Regions from separate parts of the Mus musculus genome. Here region 1 is linked to region 2. A link is a contact called in public HiChIP or PLAC-seq data. All regions are on one chromosome and are shown on one strand. The core of a region is the stretch at or near the end of the contact, and the rest is flanking DNA. Distances in the headings are between cores, read along the strand shown.

The links. HiChIP or PLAC-seq counts read pairs in DNA pulled down with a chosen protein or histone mark.
Region 1: an H3K27ac HiChIP or PLAC-seq map of heart atrium shows a contact between it and region 2, with 4 times the contacts expected there. The contact joins the promoter of Sspn here to the enhancer-like site in region 2. A contact is called at or near these places in 4 of 39 promoter capture datasets (the 3T3-L1 cell line, 3T3-L1-derived adipocytes, hippocampal neurons and 1 more), 4 of 484 Hi-C or Micro-C datasets (bone marrow-derived macrophages, cerebral cortex, muscle stem cells and 1 more), 3 of 115 datasets of contacts at active chromatin or transcription factors (fibro-adipogenic progenitors, heart atrium and pancreatic cancer cells) and 3 of 9 other capture datasets (adipose tissue, liver and macrophages).

What each region holds. Positions count from the first base shown.
Region 1 is chr6:145,929,359-145,935,443 of GRCm38.p6, forward strand. Sspn (sarcospan) reads left to right here and starts at 4,764. Exons shown (of 3, transcript NM_010656.3): 1 at 4,764-5,013. The coding sequence starts at 4,816.
Region 2 is chr6:146,075,715-146,082,029 of GRCm38.p6, forward strand. Gm32838 (a long non-coding RNA gene) reads left to right here. Exons shown (of 4, transcript XR_001785421.1): 3 at 2,905-3,002; 4 at 3,759-4,553. Among named protein-coding and RNA genes, the nearest start is that of Gm35544, 5.3 kb to the left of the region's middle. Within about 2 kb of position 3,772, at least 92 of the 459 cell types and tissues checked have an H3K27ac peak or open chromatin away from gene starts, as enhancers often do. A contact at or near this core is called in bone marrow-derived macrophages, cerebral cortex, fibro-adipogenic progenitors and 4 more, where this site is marked.

The DNA.
Region 1 (6,085 bases), core at 3,514-6,013, 150 kb before region 2:
GGAAATCATATATGGAGAACCCTTCCTATTTTGATGCAGGCTTCAGAAAGCTCTCTGAAGAATATTATAGCTAAAAAATTAAGAGAGTGGAGAAGATAGCATAAACATGACAGCTAGTGGTTATCAATCACTTACAATTGATCAATTATTGATACCAAAATGTGTCACCAGCACTTTGCCAACTTTCTGAGGTAAGTATTGTCAGGCCTCACATCTCACTGTGGGAAGCAGAGGCCAGGGGATCCCTCAGCTGGCCTGGCTGAGCTTGTGAGCTCTGGCTGGGAGAGTCTCAAAAAGCAAGGTGGAGAGAGATTGGTGTCTGCCTTCCACACACATGTGCATCTACCACCGCAGCTTCACTTACACACACATTTGTACATGCAGATGAACATGTACATGCACAAAGTTTAAAAGGACATACACTTTCCCTCACAGACGTGGGTAACATGGAGCAACATGTTACTAAGAGGACATAGCATCTCCTCATGGGACGCATGCCGACACTCTACATCCCCGTGTATTTCACCACCCCGGCACAATGGTGGGGAAATCTCTTTACAGATCGCTGTGTTCCCTTAGCATGAACAACTGTTTGTGTACATATAAATTAAATCTATGCAAGCAAAAACCCAAGTCTTTCAGCTCAAATATAAGTGGAAAGAAAAAAAGAGAAATTTAGATTAATAGACGCAGGCTTTAGCTATAGTGTATTAAAAAAAAAGAAAGAAAGAAAGAAAGAAAGAAAGAAAGAAAGAAAGAAAGAAAGAAAGAAAGAAAGAAAAGACTAGACTAGACAGTTCCTGGCTTCGGTGCCTATATACACCTCCAGGGCATTATTGCTGTTGAAGCTATTGCTGTAGTTTTAGTTCCAGAAAAAAATTGAGGAAAATTATGCCTTATAATACATTGGAACTTTCATGATTATGAGATAAATGATAAAATGTGTTGTGGGCTGGAACATGGAAATGCAGTGGTTCTTTAACTAAAATCTGTGTTATTTAAGGAAAATATTGATGTTGCTTTCATTCTTTACATATTCTGGCAGATCCCCAAAGGAAGAGCTTTCTCCACAGCCTTCCTTCCACCCCTGAAGCCTCAGCTGCACCCTATCTTCCTCCTATCTCCCCTGCAGATTCTCCTACTTCAGGCAATTTGCCTGATAATTACCATCCAAGGTGCAATGCCCAACACCTTCATCAGCCTCCTCCTCAGTACACAAACATACTGAAATATCTTCCTGAAGGGTGGGGGAACAGTACCAGCTTAAAAGGAACAAAGATTTATTTTTGCTCACCATGGTGTCAGAGGCATCACCATGCGCACTGGGCCTTGTCACTTTGGGTCTATCCTGGCAAAGTCTACCAAGAACTTGAGGTAGGCAGATGCAGTTTCCCACACAATGAAAAGAGAGGAATGGCAGGGTCCCAGTATCTATGCCAGGGGCATGCCCCAGGGACACAGCTTCCTCCCACTAAGTCTCACTTCCTACAGGCTCCACCATCTCCCAGCAGTGTCAAATGTAAGACAATGTCTTTGATACATGGACTTTTAAGGGACATTTAAGATTCAATCCATAAGCTCTGGAGAGATGGATGGCTCAGTGGTTAAGAGCACTGACTGCTCTTCTGAAGGTCCTGAGTTCAAATCCCAACAACTATGTGGTGGCTCACAACCATCCATAATGAGACCTGATATCCTCTTCTGGGGTGTCTGAAGATAGCTACAGTGTACAAAATCTTAAAAAAAAATTCAAGCCATAACAAGAAAAGCTTTATACTTGAGTGTGGTTCCATTAGTCATTGGCTATTTTCCATTTTGCCCCATTTCTTTAGAAAGAGGTGGCTCCACAAATTTATTTGCTTTTATTTCATGTGCACGAGTGTTTTGCCTACATGTATGAATGTGCACCATGTGTGTGAAGTGCCCATGGATGCCTTCCCACAAGCTGGAGTTAAAAATAGGTATGAGATGCCCAATATGGGTACTGCAATTGAACTTAAGTTCTCTGCAAGAGCAGCCAGTGCTTTAACTTTTGAGCCATCTCAACGATCCTAGGGATGTATTGTTTAATTTTTTGTCAACTTGACATAGGCTAGGGTCATCTGCGAAGAGGAAAGCTCAACTGAGAAAATGCCTCTATAGACTGGACTGGGGGTAAACCTAAGGGGCATTTTCTTGAGTAAATGATTGCTGTAGATGTGGCAGCTTACTGGGGAGTGGTACCTTCTCTGGGCAGGTGGTCCTGAGTTCTATTTAAACAAACAGAGAAAGCTGAGTAACTCGTGAGGAGCAAGCCAATAAGCAGCATTCCTCTGAGGCTTCCATTTCCTTCCTGGCCTGGCTCCCCACTGATACATTGTAGCAGTGAGTTGATACATTGTGAGTTGCAAGATGAAGTAAACCCTTTCCTCCCCATGCTGCTTTTAGCCATGCTGATTCACCAAGCCATAGGCGCCCTAAGACAGTGACACTGACAGCAGGGTCCACAAACAAATACTTGATTTTTCTCTGCAGATTTCTCCATACTCCCTTAAATCTGAGCCTTGAACTTACAACCTTCCTGCTGTCATCCCTCGAGTAGCCAGGCCCAACTAGACCCAAGGGCCCAACTAGAAGCTGTGCTGTTAATATGGATAAAGAGCTAATTACAGGTAATCTGCTGGCTCACTGATTTCTGTTAGATTCATGTCTGCCGGGCTGTCCATGTCATGTTCTGTTTGAATACCAGCTTTTGTCAGTTCCTTCAGGAATTCCTCATAGTCCTAGGACTGCACCACCGAGGGATGGTGGACTTCCTGGGCTGCACTGAAACCCGCGTGAGTGTAGCACACCATCCTGAGTGGAAACGGAACGTGTGCTTTCTGTTCTGCCTCTGACTTAGTGACTTTAATCTGTGCGCTGCAATTTTCTCACTGGTGTACAGAAAAAAATGTAAGGCAAATGCTGAGTCTCCTTAAGTGCCTCTGTAGGTACACAGCAGACAATAATTAGCTTAGATTCTGAGGGAACAGCAGGAAGTTAGATTCAGAGATCCCAACCTAAGATTGGGCATCCTTTATTATCTCCCTTAACATCTTGGCTACATAATTTCCTTTTGAATAAAGTTTCCAAATGTTAAAATAACCATAGAAGAAAGTCTAAACTCCCCATGGAACTGGGACTTTTTTTTTTTTTTTTTTGGTTTTTCAAGACAGGGTTTCTCTGTGTAGCCCTGGCTATCCTGGAACTCACTTTGTAAACCAGACTGGCCTCAAACTCAGAAATCCGCCTGCCTCTGCCTCTCGAGTGCTGGGATTAAAGGCGTGAGCCACCACTCCCCACTGGGACTATTTCTTAGTAGCTGCACACTGTACTTTGTCCTAAATGGTACTGCACGAAGGTATACAAAACCTTACCCATTTAAAGTTTGAGAATAGGTTGAGATCGTTTCGGCCCCAAGACCTCTAATCATTCGCTTTACCGGATAAAACTGCGTACGTCGGGAAAAGAGCGAGAGCGCCAGCTATCCTGAGGGAAACTTCGGAGGGAACCAGCTACTAGATGGTTCGATTAGTCTTTCGCCCCTATACCCAGGTCGGACGACCGATTTGCACGTCAGGACCGCTACGGACCTCCACCAGAGTTTCCTCTGGCTTCGCCCTGCCCAGGCATAGTTCACCATCTTTCGGGAAATAACCAGGTTTACCCATCTCTTCTGAGCCTCCTGGAGAGCACCAGATCTATAGCTGCCTGTCCTAGCACATTGCAAGTGCTAAAAGTAGCCCTTAAAGGTTGCCTGGGTGCAACTGTCCATCTCTATCCAGCATGCCAACACCCCCTGGACATTTAGCAAGTGTGAAGACTCACTGGGAGCCTCATAGACACTATTATTTAAACACAGGGTGGTGCACACTTGTGATCCCAGCACTTGGGAGGTGGAGACAGGAGGATTAAAAAGTCAAGGTCTTCTGTGGATACACGGCAAGTCTGAACCCAGCCTGGGCTGCATGGGACAGTCGCAAGATATAAATGAGAACAAAGGGCTTTTAAAGACAAACAAGCATGCGAGGTGTCATGATTAGCCCAGCCTCTCTACAAACAGTTATTTCATTGTTGAGTTTTAATTAATTATTATTGTGTGCAGCCATGTGTATGGTCTGAGAGTCACACGTGTGGAGGTCAAGGGTTCATCTCTGAGGAGTCATAGATAGCTTCCACTGTGGATCCTGGAAATCAAAATGAGGTCAGCAGGTTTTCCCAGCTCAGTCACCTCACTGGCCAGGAACAATTATTTTGAATGCGAGTACCTCAATAAGAAAAGAAGTTTTTTATTTTTCTTTTCTGGTTTTTTGTTTGTTTTTCTCTTTCCTTCCTTCCTTCTTCCTTCCTCCCTCCCCCCTCCCTCCCTCCTTGCTCCTTTCTCTCACCCTCCCTCCTTTCCTCCAGTGCTCCCTCTCTTTCTCCCTCCCTTTCTTCCTTGTCGGTTGGATTACATTAAAAAAAAAAAAAAAAAAAAAAGCTCAATTTAACTTTTGTCAATGACTCCACAGCTTTTATTTAGTGCAGCCGAGCCCATTTTGGATTCAGTGATCTATTAATTAAACACAAGCGGTTTAAGCATTCATCACCTTGTCTTGTACTTCCTGGAAACAAAAAAGTAAAGCAGGCTGGCATTCCCATCACACAGGCCCTGGGCGCCAGGTCCCTGTGCGTTGGCAGTTGGCGACCCCCCTCGGGTCCCCCTCCTGCCAGTGTTTTCCACTTTTGCTCAGCCCAGTCTCAGCAGACTGGGCAGGCCCAGCAGCAAGGCCCAGGCGCAGGCACCACCGAGGGAACATGGGGCGCAAGCCGAGCCCCAGGGCTCAGGAGCTGCCTGAGGAGGAGGCGCGGACCTGCTGTGGCTGCCGCTTCCCGCTGCTGCTGGCACTGCTGCAGCTGGCGTTGGGCATCGCGGTGACCGTGCTGGGCTTCCTCATGGCGAGCATCAGCCCCTCCCTGCTAGTCAGAGATACTCCGTTCTGGGCTGGGATCATTGTAAGCATCAAGTCTGTTCGGCCTAAGCACCAGCGGGCATGCGAGCCGCATGGTGGAGTGGAGACTAACCCAGCTGCATGCGCCCCCACCCTGGCTGCACCCCTAACTGCTTGGAGATTGACTTTGGGCACACTTGGGCTCCCCAGAGGAAGGCTGGGAGCAGGATTCTGGCTTTCGCCTGCCTGAGGCTTCTTGCTCCTCCCAGGGCTCTGACTCAGTCTACAGGGGAGGCCCCGTGGACATCTCGCATAGCCTCAAAGATAACTGCAGGCCCACCCTGTGTGGCTTGGTCCTTGTCTCATTCCCCAGGCCCCACGTGCGTCTGCATAAGTAGCACTGAATGAAGTTCATCCTGGGAAAAGCAGGGTAGGAAAACCTTAAGTTGGAGTTGCCACACTGGCTTTGTTAAACTACAGTTCCCTTGTAAGAGTCATGAATCACTTTCCTAAGGCAGGGCTGGAGACGACTGCAAGCACAGGCTTAATCCACACAGTGTAAGGTGGGCTGAAGCTTTGCTGGCTCCAGTGGAGTTCATTTGGGGTTGTACTAATGCCAGATGCACAGTACTCTGTTGGTGTGTGAGTTCTTGAAAGTAAAATAGATACGGCGTACGGAATACCTACTGTATGCCGGCTCTGCCAGAGATCTCCCCTGTGTTTGTAACTTCACATCTTATGGGACAGTCCTCAAGTTAGAGAAACCAGGCTGGCCCCGCCCAAGGTCATGAGCTGGGAAAGCAAAGGCAGGACTGGCTTCTCTGTAGCCGAATTCTGGCTATGCTAATACTTACCTTATTATCTAAAGCCAATGCTAAATTCTCAGGCTGTCTCGTTTGACCCATGCAACGGTGGGGATTGTTATTCCACTCTGGACACGGGGAAGCCCATTAAGATACCTGACGTCCTCAAGCCCAGAAGGTAAACGTGGCAGAGTCAGGAGAAATGAACATGGCCCCTTGGCCTTCCAGCTCCCCTCTATCCTTACTGTTGCTGACCACACACACACACACACACACACACACACACACAACCCAACATAATTTTGTATGGGACAGAACCTGAAGACACCTGAT
Region 2 (6,315 bases), core at 2,522-5,021:
CCAGATGGATTCTTAATAAATAATGAACCAGTTTATTATCAACTGATAAGCTAAAAAAAATACATGAGAGAGCAAACAGTCAACAGTGACAGAGAAATAACACAGAATGTGAACAATGATGGGCAAACAGGGGACCTCAGGATGCACACATCCCCAGAGACATGGCCTACCAGACACTTCGTGAAGAACCAGAGACCTTGAACATGCTTCTTACCACTCATCAGAAGCCTCCCAGCAGATGAAAGCCAGAACCAAGTGGTTTTATTGCTGAGTTCTGCCACACACTTGAAAATCTGATGACGGTGGCTCTCCAAGTCTCCCCACAAAAGTGGATGGCGAGGAAACACTTCCAAACTCACTTTATCAGGCCAGCATTCTCCGGTGCCAATGCTTCGTGAAGACAATTTAAGAAAGGAAACCAAAGGCTGACATGCTCAGTGAACATAAATCCTCATCAACAGCATGTTATCACACACCATGACTAAGGAGGGCTTCCCCCTGGAATTCAAGGATGGTTCGATGAATGAATTAATAACCTGGTGTAAATTCATATTCTCCTTCCAGTCACTTGTCAGTTTTCCCAACCTAAGAGTTTATCAATGTCCCCAAAATTCCCCCATGGGAACTCATGAGTCCAGCTGTCCCCTTCTCCCTCCTGGTGCCTTTATTCAACACATCCTTGGTCTTCTCATTGAAGATAAAACTAGTCACAAGTCACATGTCTAGCAATGTTATCTGTGCACTGCTCTCAAGCCCATTGACCTTCAGGGTGGCCACAGTCAGTACTGAGTCTCTAGACAGAAGGCTGTCATCATTGCTTTGTTCTGAGTTCAGCAAAACTGTCCATGTCTTTACAGAAGCCAAGTGCCACCAGCCCGGCCTCCACAACCCCAGCCCCTCACTCTAACTTCGTTGCTATTCCCAATGCCACTGCCACTCCACAGTCAGTTCTTCTAACATCTTTCAGCTAAAGCCAGAGGCTTTCTCTTGAAATGGGTACTGAGTGGGATTCCTGGCCCGAAGCCCAAGTGAGTTTCACCAGCCTAAATGTGTGTGTTTCACATACTACTGAAAGCTGGCATTTGCCAGGCGTGGTGGCACACGCCTTTAATCCCAGCACTCAGGAGGCAGAGGCAGGCGAATTTCTGAGTTCGAGGCCAGCCTGGTCTACAAAGTGAGTTCCAGGACAGCCAGGACTACACAGAGAAACCCTGTCTCAAAAAACCAAAAAACCAAAAAAAAAAAAAAAAAAAAAAAAGAAAGAAAGAAAGAAAAGAAAAGCAAGCAAGCTGGCATCTGCGTGTGAGTCCCCTAGGAGCTGATATGTTTAGTTTGTGTAACTCATCCATGAATGCCTGTCTGAGATGTAACTGATGTGCCCTTTAGTGCGATAATCAGGAGTCACCTGTCTACAAGGAGCCTGGTGGATGGTCTTCCATTTGCTCTTAAGTATGTGAAGTCACTTTGAGCCTTAAGGGGACAACTGGGCTTGAAATCCCACTGTCTATGGCTGCTTGTGTTTAAGAACAAAGCTGTTGATGTTCCTCTTCGCATCGTTGTGATGGAATACCTGATAAGAAGCCGCTTAAGAGGCGAGAGGCACAATCAGAGTGAAGGGAGGAGCTTGTGGCTGTAGCGGCAGAAGTATGTGGCTGTCTGCTCATATCTGGGTGGATCAGGAAGCCGAGACAGAGTAGGAAGCAAGGCCTGGTTGTTAACCTCAGGGGCCACGACAACCACTAAAACCTTATAGAGGTCCTTTAAGATAGGAAAAATTATGGGTTGTGGCTTCAGCAGGTTTCAGTCCACCACTGTGGAGAAGGCACAGAGGAGCGCGCACCACAGAGCATGAGGCGGAGACTTCTCACATTGTGGTGGGCCAGGAATGCAGACCAGGACTGAATATAGCCAGGCTATAATGTTCAAAGGCTTTTCATTTCTCAGAGTTCCCACAAGCTTCCAAAATAGCGCCACCAGCTGGGGACCAAGTGTGCAAACACATGTACCTGCAAACACTTTCATCCCTGAACCATAATAAAGGCATAATGTCCACAAAGGACATTGACACAGAGAGCCAAGCAGCTGTGGAAGCTTGGCCCCTAAGAGTGGTCAATCTTTATCAGCCAGAACTTACACTGGCCAGAGTTTTCTGGACTTAACAGGCTTGGCTTTTATGTAAGAGTGGCAATGAGTCATGTGCGCCAAGTCTGGTGCACCGGTCCGGATGGGAGTCCTCCTGCCTCTGAGTCTGAGGGTTTCAGATGGACACCTGAACACATGCACCCCAAATTTATCTGCAAACTCTGCCGTTCAGGAAGCTGTCAGAGCACATGGGCTCCTGTTTGGAGCATAAGTCATTCTCTGGTTCTAACAAGAAAGAGAAGGCAGAGAGCGCCGAGCAGCACAATTCACAAAGTCACAAGGTTAAACCATGCATCGCAAATCCTTCCTATCCACACGCTCAAGTATAATCAGCCTCTTTTAATTACCAGGGAATATTGGGCCTCGGGGAAGCGAGTGCTCTCGGCCTTGTGATCCCAGCAAGGTTCAGGAGCTGGAGTGGGTTTGGCTGAGTCACCCCTAACAGCCTGACCCCACGCGCATCACGCGCATCACCTGACCGCCACATGCTTCAGCTAGCCCAGCTGTAGAATGGAGTAAACACAGCCGGGAAGGGCCTGGGGTGGTAGCGCTGGCTCCTGCGCATGCTGCCCTTGGAGTTTCTAAGGGGCACAGGTTAGCGTTGCTGCACCAGTGTCCGAGGGATCCTGAGCAGCCTTAAGTCCAAACCACCTTTGGAAAAGAGCCAGTTTCATATTCTTTGGGTTTCAGTTAAAATTTAAAGTCTTAAAAGTATCAGTATAGCTTGGTCACACAGTTTCATTTGTATTGTTCTATTTTTAGAGAAGCATCGGTGATGTTTCTATGCAAACTGTTCACCCTGATGATGAGAACAGAAGTGCTCTGAGTGGTAAATGCCAGCCATCATTCCATAAACCAAGGTATGTATATGTGTTAAAGTGCAGGGTGACCCTAAGGAAAAGCAGAACGGTAAGGACAGATTAATGACCTGGAATTATCCCCAGCAGGGTAGTAGGCAGGAAAGACTATCTAACAATTGTTAGAATGATCCAACACATTTAAAATTACTTCCTCCTGCACATAAAGATGGGAGGAGAAAGACCCTGTGCGCAGAGAACAGGCCCTTTATCTCTGCATTTCCATTTCTTAAATTCTTTCTTAGTGTCTTACAAAATGTCTGCATCCTTTTCTTTTTCTTTTCCCATAGAAATCCATTCGAAATGTCCCTGGTCTCTGCACTTGGACTGCGGCTGCTGTAGATAGCCCAGCCTGCAGCACACCTATAGAGCCCGAGACACCGTGACACGTGTGTGAACTGAGGCTTGAGCAACTCCAGGCCTGGAGGCCACCCCACCTGAGAATGGAGTGGGACTTTAATTTTTTTTTTTTTTTTTAAAGAGGAGTCTGGGCCTTAGGAGTGATGCCTCTGTGGGTGGCTTCTTAGCTCCTCTTTGCCCATGGCCTTCAGCCTGACTCCTATAATTCTGGCTGGCTGGCTAGCAAGCTTGCTAAAGCAGCCAGCTCCTTAGCTCCTCCACTGCTGTATCTGCTTAGTTTGTTGAGCAACATCTGATCTGGAAGGCAGTTCCCTTCTTTCAAAATTAAGAACCCGTGGTGAGGAGCCTGCTTTCCTCTGAATCTGTTTCACTTGGTGAATATTTGAAATCCCCCAGCAGGTGGCGCTGTTTTGGGAGGCTCTGGAGCCTTTAGAGGATAGAGTGGAGCTGGAAGAAGCTGGTCATCGGGAGGAGGCCTTTCAAGGGCCCTGTTGCCAGTCCTGTTTTCTACTTCCTGGCCAGCCATGATGTGCCGAGCCTCAGCCACATAATCCCAGGATATGAACTCCTCTGTGCATTCCCCACGATGATAAATGAACCCGACACCATGAACCCCCAACAAATGTCTCCTCAAAATGTTTGTGCAAGGAGACGCAGGAGTAAGAGACACAGAGCTGAGTCCTGTGTGTGAATACTAAGTGTGTATGAACATCCTTAGGTACAGAGGCACAGTTGTCAGTGTGTGCATTCACCTATAGTCCCATGTAGGTGTCCTGGTTAGCATTAACTGTCAACCTGACACAGCCTAAAGTCATCTTCAAGAGGAACTGCCTGGATCAGACTGGCCTGTGGGCATGTCTGCGGGACGGTCTTGGTCACTCATTGCTGTAGGCAGGCCCAGTGGGCCACAGCATTCTCTGGGCAGGTGGTCTAGGCTAGAGCAGAAGAAAGCTAGCCAAGTGTGGGTCTGCAAACAGATCAGTAAGACAGCTTGTGATAGCAGCTAAGATAAAACAACCCCCTTTCTTCCCTAAATTGCTTTTGCACAGTGTGTTTTGTTTTGTTTTGTTTTGTTGTTTTTAATTACTGCAAAGAAAGGCAGCCACGGAGCAGAAAACCCTCTTTCTGTAGCCAATTCCCTCAGAGATGAAAGCAGCCCAGTGTCTTAGCCCCTCCCCCACAGTCAGTATCAGAAAGGAAGTTGGTTTTTGTGAGACAAAGGGAAATGAGCTCAGGTCAATAGAGGCTCTAGAGTGATATCTCCCTAAGACAACACAGCCATTTACAATCCCTATAACTAAAACTGAGGGACAGAGACAGAAGACCTTCTCAACCTTCCTGGAGGCTTAAAGAGGCAGCATGATGCTGGGACCTGCTTCCCCTGAGCAGATAGATGTGCTGAAGATGGCCCAGAGCCCTAGTCAGCAGGGAAGGCAGTCTGGATGACATTTGAGCTCTCAGAGAGTTAAGTTGCAGTGTGAAATAGAAGTGATTTCTCTTATTCACACAAGAGAAACCAAATCCCACCGTCAGTTTTCTTGAATCACTACTCTACGTCTGGTAACCGCTTTCAGGTTCAGGAGAGCTGCAGAGAACTTAAGAGGCCTTGCCCTCAAACGCCCAGTGTTCAGTTGGGAATAATGAGGAGGTCTGGAATGTGCTGGCTGATAACTGCCGTGAAGGAAGGAAGCCACCGCTGGGTAAAGGGAGGGAGGGAGGGAGAGAGAGAGAGGGGGGGTGGGGGGGAGGGAGAGGGAGAGAGAGAGAGAGGTGAGATTTGGTGTGGAGTAGCAAGGGCTCTTCCTCTTCAAAGGATGTGATGTGGCCGAGCAGGCAGAGGGCGGAGGCAGCCACAGGAACCCTTTGCACATGAGTGTCTGAACGAGAATATAAGGTCCAGAGGTATGACTGAGTCAGCGTGGCTGAAGGCCACAGTGAGGATTTGCTCTCTATAACCTGAGAAGCTACAGGAGGTTCCCAGGGGAGCAAGTGTTCTGCTTCATTAGTGGGAGGGTGGGGACTGCCAGGTGACGTCATGGATAGGAGCAGAGTGACCAGTTAGGATGTGTCTGCTGGAGTTGAGGTGGTTGTGGCTAGACTACGCTTAAGGCCGTGAGGGTGTAGGGAGCAGGGAGATTTCAAAGGAAACCTCAAGAGAACTGGCTTGTGTGTTGTGGGCTGAGGCACCTTTGAGGCTATGGGCTAAGGAGGTGGAAGAGTGAAGTTGTTTTCTAAGATGAATAAGAATGGGGTGGGAGGTGGTCACGGTGCGTTCTCAGATTTGCAGATGTTTTCACTTTTGCTATGATTGTGTTTGACAAAGTCATCTAGAAAACAGCTCAGTGAAAAGGGGCCTGACGCACAGGGTGATGTTCCCGTGAGCTCTGGTCACATCTTTTTTTCAACCGCTTATTTTCTGTGTGTTTCTGTTTAAAGACACCATGTTCAGGGTATATTGCTGACTTGTTAACATTGAAATTGTCCAGCAACACTGCAGCTTATGCCCGAAGGGAGTGTGCCTAATATATTTTCTTTGTCGGGCAAAGTCTCTGCTTTCTTGAACTTTGGGACACAGAATAGCACTTCAGTGCAATATCTACAGGGCATTTACACAGAAAAACCACCAACCAAAAGCACCCATGTGCATGAAAGTGCAGTCTTCACTCAAGTGATGCAAGTGTGCGAAGATGCTGCCATGATGACGGCTGAAGCATTAGGACAGAACACCACCTTGTGGAACAACAGCTTGGACACGGAGTCAGGTGACTCAAATCTCTTGGCTGCTCCGTGCACATCGGAAATGAATTATGAGAGCATCATGGGTATTTAGAGAGCAGGTGCATTTGCAAATGTGGGATTCATGAACAACGGGGAACTGTTGGATTCAGACAGGGGAGCTGCTGAACCCCGTGGAGGTCTGAGAAGTGAAGCGGCTTCAGGGGACTCCTGGGGGCTT